Linked DNA regions of Oryctolagus cuniculus: region 2 is linked to region 1. Evidence: chromatin contacts called from public Hi-C data. All regions are on one chromosome and are shown on one strand. Each heading gives the region's core, a stretch centred on a gene start, on an enhancer-like site or on the middle of the called end of the contact. The rest is flanking DNA. Distances are from core to core; before and after follow the strand shown. Region 1 holds the start of BCL2 (BCL2 apoptosis regulator). Region 2 overlaps BCL2 (BCL2 apoptosis regulator).

Evidence for each region. Hi-C and Micro-C count contacts between places; a contact is called where the count stands out from the background.
Region 2: a Hi-C map of an unstated tissue shows a contact between it and region 1, with 4 times the contacts expected there. The contact joins the enhancer-like site here to the promoter of BCL2 in region 1. A contact is called at or near these places in 2 of 6 Hi-C or Micro-C datasets (psoas muscle and an unstated tissue).

Annotation. Positions count from the first base shown.
Region 1 is chr10:15,290,684-15,297,540 of mOryCun1.1, forward strand. It overlaps BCL2 (BCL2 apoptosis regulator), which reads left to right and starts at 1,956. Exons shown (of 2, transcript XM_070050072.1): 1 at 1,956-2,638. The coding sequence starts at 2,093.
Region 2 is chr10:15,425,137-15,432,101 of mOryCun1.1, forward strand. All of the region lies in intron 1 of BCL2 (BCL2 apoptosis regulator), which reads left to right. Among named protein-coding and RNA genes, the nearest start is that of BCL2, 140 kb to the left of the region's middle. Within about 2 kb of position 3,510, at least 4 of the 8 cell types and tissues checked have an H3K27ac peak or open chromatin away from gene starts, as enhancers often do.

The DNA.
Region 1 (6,857 bases), core at 706-3,205:
GCTAACGCAGGGCGAAAAGTGCTCCGGGGAGAGGGCACCCCACCCTCCTCCCGGCCCGTTCAGGTGGCGTCCGGCCTTGGCCTCCGAGCCGGAGTCCAGCCGGTGACCGGCTGCCGTGCGTGAGCGCCTAAGCCCTGCATGGACGCCCGGGAGGCGAGAGGGAAGTAAACACGACTTTCTCAGGGTGGTCTCACGGCTGGGGGTTGGCGAGGGCCGGCGAGGGCCGCGGGCTCCCCACGGCGCTGACCTGCGCGCGATGTGCGTGGCCCCGCACCCTCTCCACACACACACACACACGCCCGGCCCGGAAGGTCCACGCGGCTGCCGGCGCCTCTGCAGCCCTTGTTTTCATGGCGTAGCTCCGGCCCGGCCCGGCCGCGTGCGGCCAGCCCGGCGCCCGTGGCCCACCGGCGGGCCCCGGCGACCCCCGAGCGCAGGCCGAGCCCGCCGCAGGCCCGGGGAGGCCCCTGGCACACCTACCGCGCCGCGGCCGCGCCACCCACCGGCCGGGCCCCGCGGGCGGCCGGCCCGGGCGCGCCCTCCCCAGCCGCGGCCCCGCGCGCCATGTGTGCCCGGCGGGCCCCGGCCGGCCGCGGCGCCTTTAACCGGGGAAGGGGAGCGGGGCGGAGGGGGGGGCCGTCGGGCGGCTCAGAGGAGGGCTCTTTCTTTCTTCTTTTTTTGAATGAACAGTGACGTACGTACAGGAAACCAGTCGGTTTGTGAGGAGAATGAAGTCAGCGGCCAGGCCCCCGCCCGCCCCCTTCCTCCCCGCCCCCGCCCCTCCTCCGCGCGCCGCGCGCCCGCCCGCCGGCCCGCCCGCCCGCCGCTCCCGGGGTCCCCGCCGCGCCGCCGCCGCCGCCCGCGAAGGTGCCCGGGCGCCGGGCCCCCCGCCAGCGGCCGTCAGAGCGCGGAGCTGCCGCACGGCGCGACCGGAGGAGGCGGCGGCCGCCGCCGCCAGCGCCCCGGCGCGGGAGCGGGCGGAGCAGAAAGGGTGCGCAGCCCGGAGGCGGGTGCGCCGGCGGGTGCAGCGGAAGAGGGGTCCAGGGGGGCGAACTTCGTAGCAGTCATCCTTTTTAGGAAAAAGAGGGAAAAAAAAAATAAAACCCTCCCCCGCTCCCCACCCTGGCCGCACCACACACGGCGCGGGCTCCTCGCGAGGCCGGCGCGTCCTGCCTTCATTGATCCGCAGCTTTTCGGAAAACGCGTCGGCTGCTCTCGGAGTTGAATCAGAAGAGGACCCCGCGCCGGCCGGGCCCCGTCGGCGTCCGGGGCAGAGTCCGCGCCGTGCCCGCGCGGCGCGCGCGCCTGTCAGTGGCCGAGGGGAGCCCGGACGGAGCGCGCTCCGGAGCTCGGGGCCGGATTCCTGCGGATTGACGTTTCTGAGGAGCAGAAACCCGGGGGCCAGCCTGGAGACCCCCCCGCCCCGGGGTGCCTACACCCGCGCCCGCCGCCTCCCGATTCATTCGGAAGTTTCCAAGCGGCTCTCACCCGGGAGCTCCGAAGATTGATGGGATCCTTGCCTTATGCGTTTGTTTTGGTTTTGCAGAGAAGGAAACTGGACAGAGGGTCATGCTGTCCTTTAAAAACACAAGTAAGTTCTTTGCGCAGCAGATCGGGCTCGCGTAACTTTCGGTGGCGGCACTCGAGATGCTAACTCGGAGTGCCTTCGAGTAAATGTGAATTTTCAGGCAGTTGAATGCGTTGTTTTTAGCCGTGTGGCCCGCAGCGTGCATGCCCCCGCTTTCTCTCCGTGTGTGCCGGAGAACGCACCTGAGTTTGGCTTAACCAGGTTTTGTTTTTGTTTGTTTGCCTTTTTTTTTTTTCCAACCTTCTAGCATCACGTAGGGAAAAGACTGGCGTTCACCACGCTTATGAATGATAACGTGCCTCGTGAAACAGAGATCCGAAAGGGATTTGAGTAAAAATCTCCTGCGCCTGCTGCCAACGGGGAAACACCAGAAGCGAGGGCTCCGCGTGACTGAAGACACCCCCGCGCCCGAGGATGCGGCGCGCGCCCGGGAACCCCGCCGGCTTCTGAGCGGGCCCGTGCGGCGGGACGCGGCCGGAGGCACCGCGGGCGCCCAAGGGCAGCATGGCGCACGCCGGGCGAACAGGGTACGACAACCGGGAGATCGTGATGAAGTACATCCACTATAAGCTGTCCCAGAGGGGCTACGAGTGGGACGCTGGGGACGCGGGCGCCGCCTCCGCGCCGGGCGTCTTCTCCTCCCAGCCCGCGCCCGCTGCGCCCCGGGACCCGGCCGCCAGGACCTCGCCGCCGCCGCCGCCGGCCGCCGCGGGGCCCGCGCTCAGCCCGGTGCCACCTGTGGTCCACCTGACCCTCCGCCAGGCGGGCGACGACTTCTCCCGGCGCTACCGCCGCGACTTCGCGGAGATGTCCAGCCAGCTGCACCTGACGCCCTTCACCGCGAGGGGGCGCTTTGCCACGGTGGTGGAGGAGCTCTTCAGGGATGGGGTGAACTGGGGGAGGATTGTGGCCTTCTTTGAGTTCGGTGGGGTCATGTGTGTGGAGAGCGTCAACCGGGAGATGTCGCCCCTGGTGGACAACATCGCCCTGTGGATGACTGAGTACCTGAACCGGCACCTGCACACCTGGATCCAGGATAATGGAGGCTGGGTAGGTGCCTGTCTGGTTGCACGTGAGTCTGGGCTTGCGGTCGCAGGTCCGAGATGCCGTGGCGAGGGTGTGGGTGGACCCCGGGGGCCGGGGCAGACTGCAGAGCCCGTGAGCTAACAGCAGGTGTGTCACTTTCCCTGCTTTCCCTCCAGCGCGCCCTGCAGGAAGCGCACCCTGCCCTCCCAGCTAGGGCAACTGCTTCCCGCCAAAAGTGGTGTGCCAGCCCTGGAGGCTCCCAGATGCTGCCTTTGCGGCCCAGTAGGATTTTGTGATGCATGGTCCTGCCTTCCCGTGCTTCTCAAACTGGGGCTGCGGAGTCCCCAGCACCACAGTTACGTGGCCTGGGTAGTTGAAATCGCAGGTTTCAGGGACTTGGTGTGGACCAGACACACCGCGCATCCCACGACCACCACCACCCCAGGGCGAGGCCCTGGCAGTCTGCATCCTAAACAGGCTCCCCTGGTGGATTTGTCTTTGTCCTAAAAGTTGTAAGCCACCCCATCGAAGAACAGACTCCCCCAGAGGACCAAGAACATGTTTGCCTCACTGGGTAAAAACTGCCCCAGAGGAAGCCCAGTGTAACCCCTTTCCCTGAAGGTCTTAGCTGTGTTTGTGAAGAGGTAAGTGGACGTAGGGAGAGCCGGGGGAGTGTTCACCTGCTGGTCGGGCCGTGACCCAGTGGACACGATGGTGTGCATTGAAGGGCAGCAGTCTGTGGATGCGCTGCGTCCTCTTGTCAGTGATGGGGTTTGGATTGGCTGCAGACTTTGTGTGCTGTCCCTTGTGTCGCATTTAGAAGTTTCCTGGAGTTTTACCATCTCTTACATTTTACCACCTAGACGCCACATGATTTTGTGGTCTCTGCTTACATACACCACACACACTCACAGAGAAACTTGCACCTAGGGAAACTATGTAAAGCGTAGAAGAATTGATCTTTAGCTGTGGATTCTTTCATGCGCTGACCAGGGTTGAAGTGATGAGCAGCTGTGACTTTTAAGAACCTTGGTAAGACGCTTTTTCTCCCGCTCCGGGGCGGTTGCTAGATAGAGCTTCGATCCTGTTCACCACGCAGTTGTATTTTTCCATGATGCTCTGGGACTGGGGTGCGGATCCCAAGACTCAACGGTGCTTAATTAAGATTTCCATCTCTTACCTAAAAGGATTAATTTATGAGAAAGTAATCATTCTTGTCTGGAGTTTTGTTAAACTTTGTTTTTAGTCTGAAGAGTTATCTTGGAAGAAGGATGCATTTCTGTGAGCTCTTCTATAGTCTCTTAGGAGAATGACTCACATTATAGAACCTAATGGGATCCAAAAGCCTAGACGTGACTGCAAGAAGCACATTTCTTCATTTTTGCTCCATTTTTCAAAGTATGCTAATATTAAGGGGCCAAAAAGAGACGGGGCCAAGAAATGTAGGTGATTGATGTGGACATCTGATATTATTTGACCAAAGTTGACAAAATATTGATGCCACTGTTCAATGTTTGAATGTAAAATTAACTAAAATATCCCAATTTAAATCTCTAAAATTTAATGACTCTTTATGGATTGTTTGTTGAAATCCCACATTATCAGGTCTTTAGTGATTCTGGAGTAATTTGCTAAAGGATGAAAAGAATATTTTTGTTAAGTGTTTAGTTAAGCAGCTGGTTTGATTTTTAATCACCATAACCAAAGAGGAAGGGACTTGTAGACTCCGCAAGGATCATTCTAAAACCAAAGTAAAACTGATTTAATAGGTCTCCTGGTTCCTATTTTTCATAAAAAAAAAAAAGAAATCCATATTAAAAAAAAAGTTCTGTCTAGTTGAAAGAAATCCATGGTGGAAACCGCCATGTATCAAGCAAGTTAATAAAGTGGTAGGAAACAGACACATGTTTATGATGGAGATTAAGATAGAACCTTGATGTTTGTTGTTGAGCTGCAGTATGTTAATGTCTCATACAACTGAGGTTTCCTTTTAAATGAGGGCTCACTTTTTCTTCCTTTCACAATAGAGTTTTCGTTGTAGAGCCTATCTTTGTGGTCAACAGGTATCTGAGGTCGATAAATGCACAAGCTACATTTTATGATGCCAAACCACAATGACATTCTGTAGCACATGATAAAAATTTTTTGACAAAACCTCTTACAGTAAAAATAAATCATATAGAAGCACAAATGGCTGATGGTAAAATGTGTAATAGTTTTCAGAGCAACACGTAGATGGATGACTACAGGAAAACAAAGGAATTTGGCAACAAAAAAGAGTATAAATCAGGAAATGCAAACATATGTGGATACTCTGGAATAATAAAAGTGGTAGTATTTGAGAGTTATACATGATTTGCCTATCATTTCAAATGTGTATTATTAATCTAAATTTTTATTTTAAACATTTGGCTTTCAGAAAGACAGGTTTTCCTTACAGTTCACAAAGTCAGGGTTGCATCTCAGACTGTAAAGAAGTCTTAGTGACAATGGTAAAGTTTCACAGAACTAACTTATTTTCTTGACCTGCAGAAATGATTGGCACTGTTGCCAGGGGTCAGTGGATCAGTCAGCCCAACTGCTAAATACCGCACCCAACACTCCAGGCTTCAGACTTGGAGCCACTTTTTCTTCTTTGCTGCTGCAAAATCAGAACCTTCTAAGGCTGGGGGAAACGTCTGCATTCTGTGTTTCGTGACACGGAGAAAGCAGGTCCTTGGAATGTTCAGCCTCTGAGAGATGATCCTAGAAGCTCACAAATTACGTGAAGACTAAAGAAGTAATTGGGTGTGGAGTGGAGTGTGGCTTTATTCCTAAGTCTGAATAAGGCATTGTGTGGCATCCAGAGAAAGGCAGAGGGAGCAGTAGCAGAACAGCAGTTCCAGAAAATGTCTAAGACTTGCTGCTCCAGTGTGGCTCTCAGGCCAGCGGCAGGGGCATCCCCCACAGCTTCCTAGGAAGGCAAAATCTCAGGTTCCAGCCACTGCTGCTGAGCTGGGATCTTTGGCTTGGGTGCCCAGTAAAGCTAGAGATGGGGCTGCCATGATTCCCAGAGGTATCTTTTAGGATGAGTCACTTCCTAGGAGGGATTCTGCAGTGTCCCTTTCCAGGGGCCTCAGGTCCGTGCTGTCACCTGGAATACTGAATATTTCCCTGTTGTCCACTAGAGTGATCCCATCCCAGGAAAAACGAGAATGCAAGGAAGAAGAGGTAGGAGGTTATGTGCTGAAAGCCCAGTGTTTTTCATGGGAGTTACACAATGTGTGTTGGCAGCACCCGTCCCATTGCAGTAAGATGGCTTTTTGAGCTCTGTTGGTTATTATTTAACCCCCTCCTAACACATCTTACATTCCGTAAATGAGTTCGGTGATCTTGTGCCTGCCTTGAGACAGAGGGACTCTTGGCAAGAGAAGGGTGGGATATGGGCAAGGTGATAGTGAGTGTGAACTGTTGTCACCCTCCAGTCTGGGGAATGTGGTGGCATCCAGCTTCACTCTGAGGAGGGAGTGAGACACAAGCTCCTAGGAGAGTGAGATGGCTCAAGCAAGACACTGAAGGAGGTGGTTTGGCTCCAACCCCTTGAGGGGATGATGGTCCAACTCTTTCTTTTGCTGTTGGTAGTTTAGGACAATGGATGCTTCTGCAGACCCAGCAGAGCTCAGCTCCCCCTTTGTTAGTCAGCAAGCAGTTTTCTCTTTCTTAAGTGTTATCCACGTGCAGCTGAACATTGGATTCACTGGAAAGCGATACGTTTCTCATGCCAGTGACGAATTGCTTGAAAGAAAATAATTTTCCTAGTGGCCGAGTATCAACTACTTATGGCCAATTTTGGCAGCAAAATGATGGGATTAAAAATAGCCTGAAGATGATCCAGTCTTAAATAATATATTGAATGATGAACTTTCCTTGGGAAAGTGCATGTTTCTGCCTGCTAAGAATCTCGTGACCCCTTTCAATAATTTATTTTGTAGAAAAAAAATACAATATTGCTCCTAGAGTTTTCAGTCATGTGCTGTTGAGTGATTATATTTCTGGATCTTCACAAAATTTTGCAGTTCACTCAGTTCTCTTTTCTGTTGAGGGCCTTTGTTGGTATTTAGTGTCTGTGAACAGCTTTGTTTTGGGCATCCTGTTTCTTTTAGTTGAGCTTTCTAGTGAGGACTGATTGCTCCTTTTAGTAATCCTTGATTGAACCAGTACATTTCAGGTTGCTTACATGTCTTTAGGCCACAGAGCAAACCAG
Region 2 (6,965 bases), core at 2,260-4,759, 140 kb after region 1:
CCTGCCCCTCCAAGGTTGGGCAAAGCCTTCTCTCTTGCTTGGTTCCCTCCCTTTCTTCTTGGCACCCCCTGGTGTTCTCTCTTCCCTGTGAACCATCTCTCTCGGGGCCTTGTTCTAGGTGATCTAGAAAGCCCTGAGCACCTGCAAGCCAGAAGTCCCCTTCTGAGCTCCTCCTGCTAAGGGCCAGGCTTGTGGCCCCTGAACACCACTGATGTGGGATTAGGGACCATGGCTTTTACAAAAAGGACTTGCTCAGAAGTAGACAGCACAGCTCTTGGGCAGTCTGGCTCAAGACCTCTGCCCATTTGGGGCATTTGATTTCTGCCCAGGAACTGCATAGCTCCCATACACACTTGCTGGGAGTTGTCTCCGCTCTAACATTGTCATATGGGTTGTTTACTGTTTGGATGTTCCCTTAGGCTGCATTTTTCCCTCCTGTGTACCATAAAGTGCTTGAAGACAGTTTTGCCTAATCCCACCTTTCTCCCTTTATGTTGGGCCCTTCTCATTCAGCAAAAATTGTTGCACAATTAAAACACCTAAGCCAGATGCCGTAACCCACATGAGTACATTTCTGCAGAGGCTCCTCTTCAGGGTCTGCAGCCGCAAAGCATGACACAGACTTGGGATGGGTGGAGGCCACTCCTGCCTCACTGACAGATGCGGATGAGGCCACTGAGCAGGGTGGAGGAGCCGGAAGCAGCCACTGGCCAAGGATGTGGTTGGAGGCACAAACACAGGAGATGCCCATGGGCTCCTCAGGCCAGGGAGGTCTGAGGCCAGGAGCCTGGGAAATGGGGATGTAGCAGTCAGGTGACCAATGAACAGAGCCAGAATCATGGAAAGGGATGGCGGCAAGCCCAGGGAGAGCGACAGACACGGAGTTAACACCACATGATATTCGTCCAAGCTAAACCACCCCCAGTGCTGCTCCGCCCTGGACTGTGAGGGTGCTGTGCGTCTTGGTTGCTTCAGGGCCTCGCTGAGAGCCGCATGGGGCCTGGTGCATGGTGGGCTCCCGGTAAGGCTTTCTAGCCGGAACTGAATAAAAGGAAGAGGAATTTTCAGCCTTTCCTGTCTACCCAAAGGGCGACCAAGGTTTCCATCACCTTGAATGTCGAGAAGTTCTCTCCCTCAAGTTCATTGTGCTTTCTGGACACAGCTTCCTTCCATTTCTCCTCAAATGGTTTCAAATGCATGAGATGATTTTTTCAGCCATTCAGGAAGAAAGAATGCTGTGTATAAAGCCTGGATTCAATAAAACCAGATTTTTAAAAAACAGCTCTTAGCATCTTCTGCTACAGACATTGGTCTGGGCAGGGCTTTTTATTTTATTGAATCCAGCTGAATAGCTTGAGTACATTAATAATGGGGCTTCATTTCCAACCACTGCCTCCCAGTCTTTTCCCCTAAAAGCCTTGTGGTACTTAAGCAACTGCTAATACATGAATAATTGTCTGTGGCATCATTTCCTGCAGAGATCTGACCACCAGGATGAGGTTTTTCTTCTGGTACCTAATCTGGAGTTTTCAAGCTTGCAAGATTATGTTTAAACAATAGTAAACAAATCTCAATGCAGATGTGATTTGGGTGGTATTGAGTTTCTTTATGTTGAGAAATTATGGATTTAGGAAGATTCTGTTGGATGTGCAGGAATATTTGTTTGAAGCAAGCCTGCTTAAAGATTGCCTGGGGTTGGAATCTGGTATTCCTGCAGAAGGTAGATGGGTAGTATCATTTTTTGGGGTCCCAGGGGTGGCCTGGCAGAGTTTACCCTCTACATTTCAAAGAAAAAACTCTATTTGGCTCTGATCCTGAAGCTTCCCTGGAAGATTGTATTCCATTTTGTTGAGTGCCAAGGAGCTTTGGTCAACATAACTGCAATAAGGTGTCCATGTAGAAGACAGGTTTCTCTTGCTGCAGTGAAAGAAGCCATGGAAAAACACACACCTACACCCTGGAGCCAGATCACCTGAGTTTGAATCCAGCGCAGCCACTTTGGACTCGTTACCCACTGCATGTGTACCTTGGGCTCCTCATGTGTAAAGTGGGGATAATAATAGTATCTACTTTGCTGGGTCAGAATGAAGTGTACATGAGTTGGTATCCGTTAAGTACATCACTAGTGTTTATAGACAAGGCTCCATAAATGACTGTGGTTGCCTTTTTTGTCATACTGATGAGCATTCAGGGATTTTATTCCTCTCCCCAGAGCTGCCTACAAGGCTGAAAAAAGAGGGCTAGAAGTGTGGTAAGACCTCGCATGTTATACCACTTTGCAAAAAGTAAATTGTCATTTTTAAACCTGAAGCTCAATTCACCCATTGCCATGGATCAAGGCAAGGTAGGGCTATCCAAGAGCAAAACACACGATCCCCTCCCAAGGGAACCTGCGATCAGACATGACTCTGACCTATCAAGGAGCAAAACAAAACTGAGGAACCAACCTGGACAAGTGCTGGGAAGCTGAGGAGATGCAGACAAATGGCCCGAGTGGGTGGGTAAGCAAGGTTTCATGGAAGGTGTTGAGGTGGGATGAGCTGAGCTGTTGGAATAGGTTAAGATACGGGTGGTGAGAGGGCTCCACCAAGGTGAAGGTATGGAGAGTGGGAAGGAAGGGTGTGGGGCTTTTGGAGGGGATGGTGGAAGGCCAGGGGTGGGAATGAATTTTCAATGTCTTCATTGAAGGGGCTCTGAAGATGCTGTCCTGGTACTACCCAAGGATGGGCTGTGCAAGTAGTAGAGATGGTACTAGAATAAGGCAGGCGAGGCCAGGGTATGACGGGCTTCACATAGCAGGCAAATGAGTCTAGATTGGGCTTAATAGAAAATAGGAAGTGAGAATGAGGTAGGAAACACTATCTAGAGTGCTTGGCAGCTGTGTCACCCGCGTGCCTTCCTGCAGTAGCAGCGTCCCCAAGCCATGCCTAACGCTATTCTCTACCAATGGAGGAACAGAGACAAGCTGGAGAAATAAAGACATTTTTATGTCTGAGAGTTACCAAATCAAACCACAGCGGGCCCCAGGAGTGGTTTTCTGAGTTAGAAGTGAAGAAATGTTGCCAAGTTTGGGGTTGGTGTGGATGTGGGTTTAGACCTGCCTGGCTAGGTCTAAATTTCTACTGGAGCAAGAAAGAGACAGAACATAGAGTCATTGTTGTTTGTTTGGGTTCTTGTCATATTCTATTTTTGTGGATTTTTTTTTCTCAGAACTTCCAGTGGTCTACTAATACTAAAATAAATGCATTAGGCCCTTTGTCTACCTCTTTTATTTTCTGTCTTTGGGTCAAGTCTTTTGTTTCCTCGAATGGATACATTCCAGGTTTGTATGCAGACAGGCGGCCCCCAGCAGCTCATCTCCATCTTTACCCCCTCCCTGTGAAAGGAAGGAAAATAAACAGCGTGTGGGAGGGGCAGTGTGTTCTAAGAACTGTTCTGGTTTACACATCTATAGATACACTCAACCAGCACAGTGGGTCACATGTGCTGGCTGGTGAAGCTGAGGATGAGTCACTTGTAAATTACTCATAGAGGAAGAAATATGTTTCTGAAAGCCAGCGCTGTTGGCTTATACATGGAGCAGGGGAGCAAGCAGACAGCTTCATAAAGCACTCAGGCCTCCGGTGACAGCTGGAGCACAGTGCTTCAGGTGGGAAGAAGGGGTCCTGGGGCCCGAGCGCTCTTTGCTGTGCAATGATGAGGCCCTGTGTCAGTGAGAATGCCTGCACTGGGGCGGTGTGTGGGTGGGGAGAAGTTTTCCATCGAGCCAGTCTTTCTCTTACAGTCTCCCTTCGTAGTTGGCACTAGAGTTCTTCATGCAAAGCATCTGAGCCTGGAATTCTGAGAAGTGTGTCAGTTCAACAGGGGGTCAGGGAGGGAGGAGCCCCGTGAGAGGGCCCTCAGAACCCCTGGGAAATCAGGGGCTTTGCATGAGCCTCTGTGGTCTTAGTTGCTTGCAATGGAGAAGGAATTCCAACCTAAGCGAGATGAAAGATCCCCCAAGCATCTGCCTCTCAAGTACAAAAAGCAAGCATACGTGACCCAGGCTGCAGCTTCATTGCGTGCGTTGGGGTCTAAATGTGTTTGACAGAGAGAAAATAGAGAAGACCAGAGAGCAATCACTAAAGAAGCCCAAGGCACTGCTTACTAAATTGGTCCAAGGGAGGGATTTCACCAAATGCAAATGATCAAAGAACAATACATGTGACTCAAAATATCCGTTATGCTCTTAATGCAAGAGGGTGTGAGGCTGGGAGGTGACCTTTTCAAGGGTTGAAGGTTGTAAACTTTTCAACCACATTGTTTTGAGGGCTGGGAGATTTAAGAAGGGATCTCCTCTGGGTACCATTTTGGTAATGTGATTTTAAAAAGTACTACTTCCTACATGCTATCTGAGGACATTTTTCAGGTTTTTTTTTCTTTGCTTTGAAGGCACATGATTTAGATGCTCGTGAAGGAGCTCAACTTTCTTGAGAAACTAAAGCCACTCAGGTCTTCTACTCCTGGAATCCTGTGCCAACGTGTGGGTGGGCAGGAGGAACAGTGAGGCGTTCAGGCCCACTGGAGCACCCCGACTCCAAAGGAAGCTCATGCGGCCACGGTTTTCCTGCCACGTCCCCTCCTCTTCCACAGCCCTAGAGCGACAGTGTGCCAAAGTGGCAACATGGGGGATGCAGGTGGTGGAGGGACCCAAAAATACCATCTCGCCCCATCCTTAATGTGCTACCCCGAGTCAGACATTCCCTCAAGGACCTCTCTGAAATCTGGGAAACAGGAAATGCTAAGGAAACTCCTAAACTGTCTGCTCCTGTGAACCCCTCTGCGGGTGTTGCAGCAGAACTTGGGAAGAGCGCTCGAGCTGTGGTTGAGCCCTCCTGGGCAGACAGCATTGGCTCCTGTGAGAATATGGTAGATTTGACTATTAGGCCTCAACTTCCCTCTTTCTAAACATGGAAACCCTGATGCCTGAAGAACAAAAACCAGAAAAGAAACCCACTCGGTCTTAGTTCAGTGGTCAAATGCCAGCAGGGCTGCGGAGAGGGGCCACGTGCCCGTCCCTAAAAGGCCCCTCTGGCATTTCATAAAAGGACCCGTCCCTGCTGCTAACTTGCCTGTGCAGGCTCACGTACCATCTTCAAAACCTTTGCTACCTATGTTTGTAGTAGGTGATTAATGATCAGGCTTTGTTCCCACACATTTGGCTTTGATAATCTCCACTCAAAAACATTCAGATGCCAATAATTTAAAAACCAAGTTGGCTTCCAGGGATCTTTCGGGGAGGAGGGAACTGCTCCTTATCTTGATGGAGGACTGGTTACAGGGGAGCATGCACTTGTCTGCATTATCAGATGGTGCACCTGCACTGTGTTCCTTTTGCTGTAAATAGGAGAGTCCTCCATGAAAAACTTTGAGAAATAAAGTGGATTGGATTTGAAAGTATTGAAAGTAGACATGATGTAAATGAGCCCATTTAAATAAATTTGGAAGCCTAGGAGTTGGCCAGAGGATGTGTGTGCAGAGGTTGTCGCCCACTGATGGAGACTCTGCCAGGTGGGCACATTCAGCCCCACTCCCAGAACCAGCAGGAGGCTGTGTGCCCTCACCAGTGTCTTTGTGTCTTTATGACCAGTTTTGTTGGACTCATTTCCAATTGTTTTGATTTTGACTTCTATTTCCTTAAGACACCTCCCCTCACAGAAGCTAGTACCCCAGGCCTGTAAAAGTGAACGTTCAATCATGTCCATTGCCCTCCTACCCCCACCCCCCACCCCAGGATGGGAGTGCCTCCCCTCTCTCCAGAACACTCTATCAAAACCAACCAGTGCACATTCTCCTTAAATGCATACGTAAAATGGAAAGTGAAAGGAGAAACATCCGTACTTGTGCTAGTTTTGAGACAATTCCCAACTATATCTGCTTCTAAAAAATACATTTCAGGATTTTTACTTTGGAAAAACTTGTTGCCCAACAGGAAAAATAAGACATGTACACTCTACGCTGTGATGTTCACTTTAAAAGAGACATAATTAATGATTTTATCTTCGTGGCAGGGAGGGGGCTTCGGTTCCCCTCAGCCCCTCCCCTCCTCCTCCTCCTCCAACTCCGCTTCGAGGCAAATCAGAAACTCAGGTGTGGAAATTCCCGCAGGTTGCGCGGTGGCCGTTTGCACGTTTGTATGTGGAGTTTCGTGTTTTTTTCTGACAAGTCAGTCTTTTTGTCATCATCTCATCTTGAAACTAGAGAGGAATGCAATGGAAGGGCAAATTGCTAATATCAGAGGCCTCTGGAAATTCCCCTTTTATGGTACGTGAGTGTGTAAGAATAGTTCTCTTTCAGTTGTGTTTTTGTGACATGGGGGACCGTCAGCGTGCTTGGCCCTACCTCTGCTTGGGCCCCAGTTTACCTAAGCAGCGTCTCAGCTCTCCTGAGGGCACGGGACCGGAGCCGGTGGAAGGAGGCCGACTAGAATTACCCTACTTGACAGAAAGGGCCCAATATACCGTCCCGCTTTGAGCAGATAACTTGAGCGTGAATCTACACTCCTGTGCTTTGGAATAATCGACTTCTCCAGTATCTTCTATAAACTGATAAATCTCCCATGAATCAATGGCTCCCCGCTGCTTCGCTGGGGACGTAGACAGGGAGCTCTGGGCGTCTCTGTTGGCGTTTTGTGTGTTCATGCATATCATCAGTTCCCGTCACACCCTGGCTTACTTGAAGGTATTTTCAAGTCATACAATGCAGAGCTATTTTATAGGAAAAAGCTTTTTCTTTTGCCCCAGTTGCTCACAGGTAAACAAGACCCACCCAGCCTGGGCAGGGCCCCTGGGAAAAGGCAGAGCCCTGCTCTCTGGCTGGCTCACCACCCCTTAGGGTCTCTGAGGGCTGGAAACCAGGAGAGCCTGTGACAGCCAGTCACTTGCTCCTCAAGGCACCCCCAGACTAGAAGAGAAATATGCCTTGTG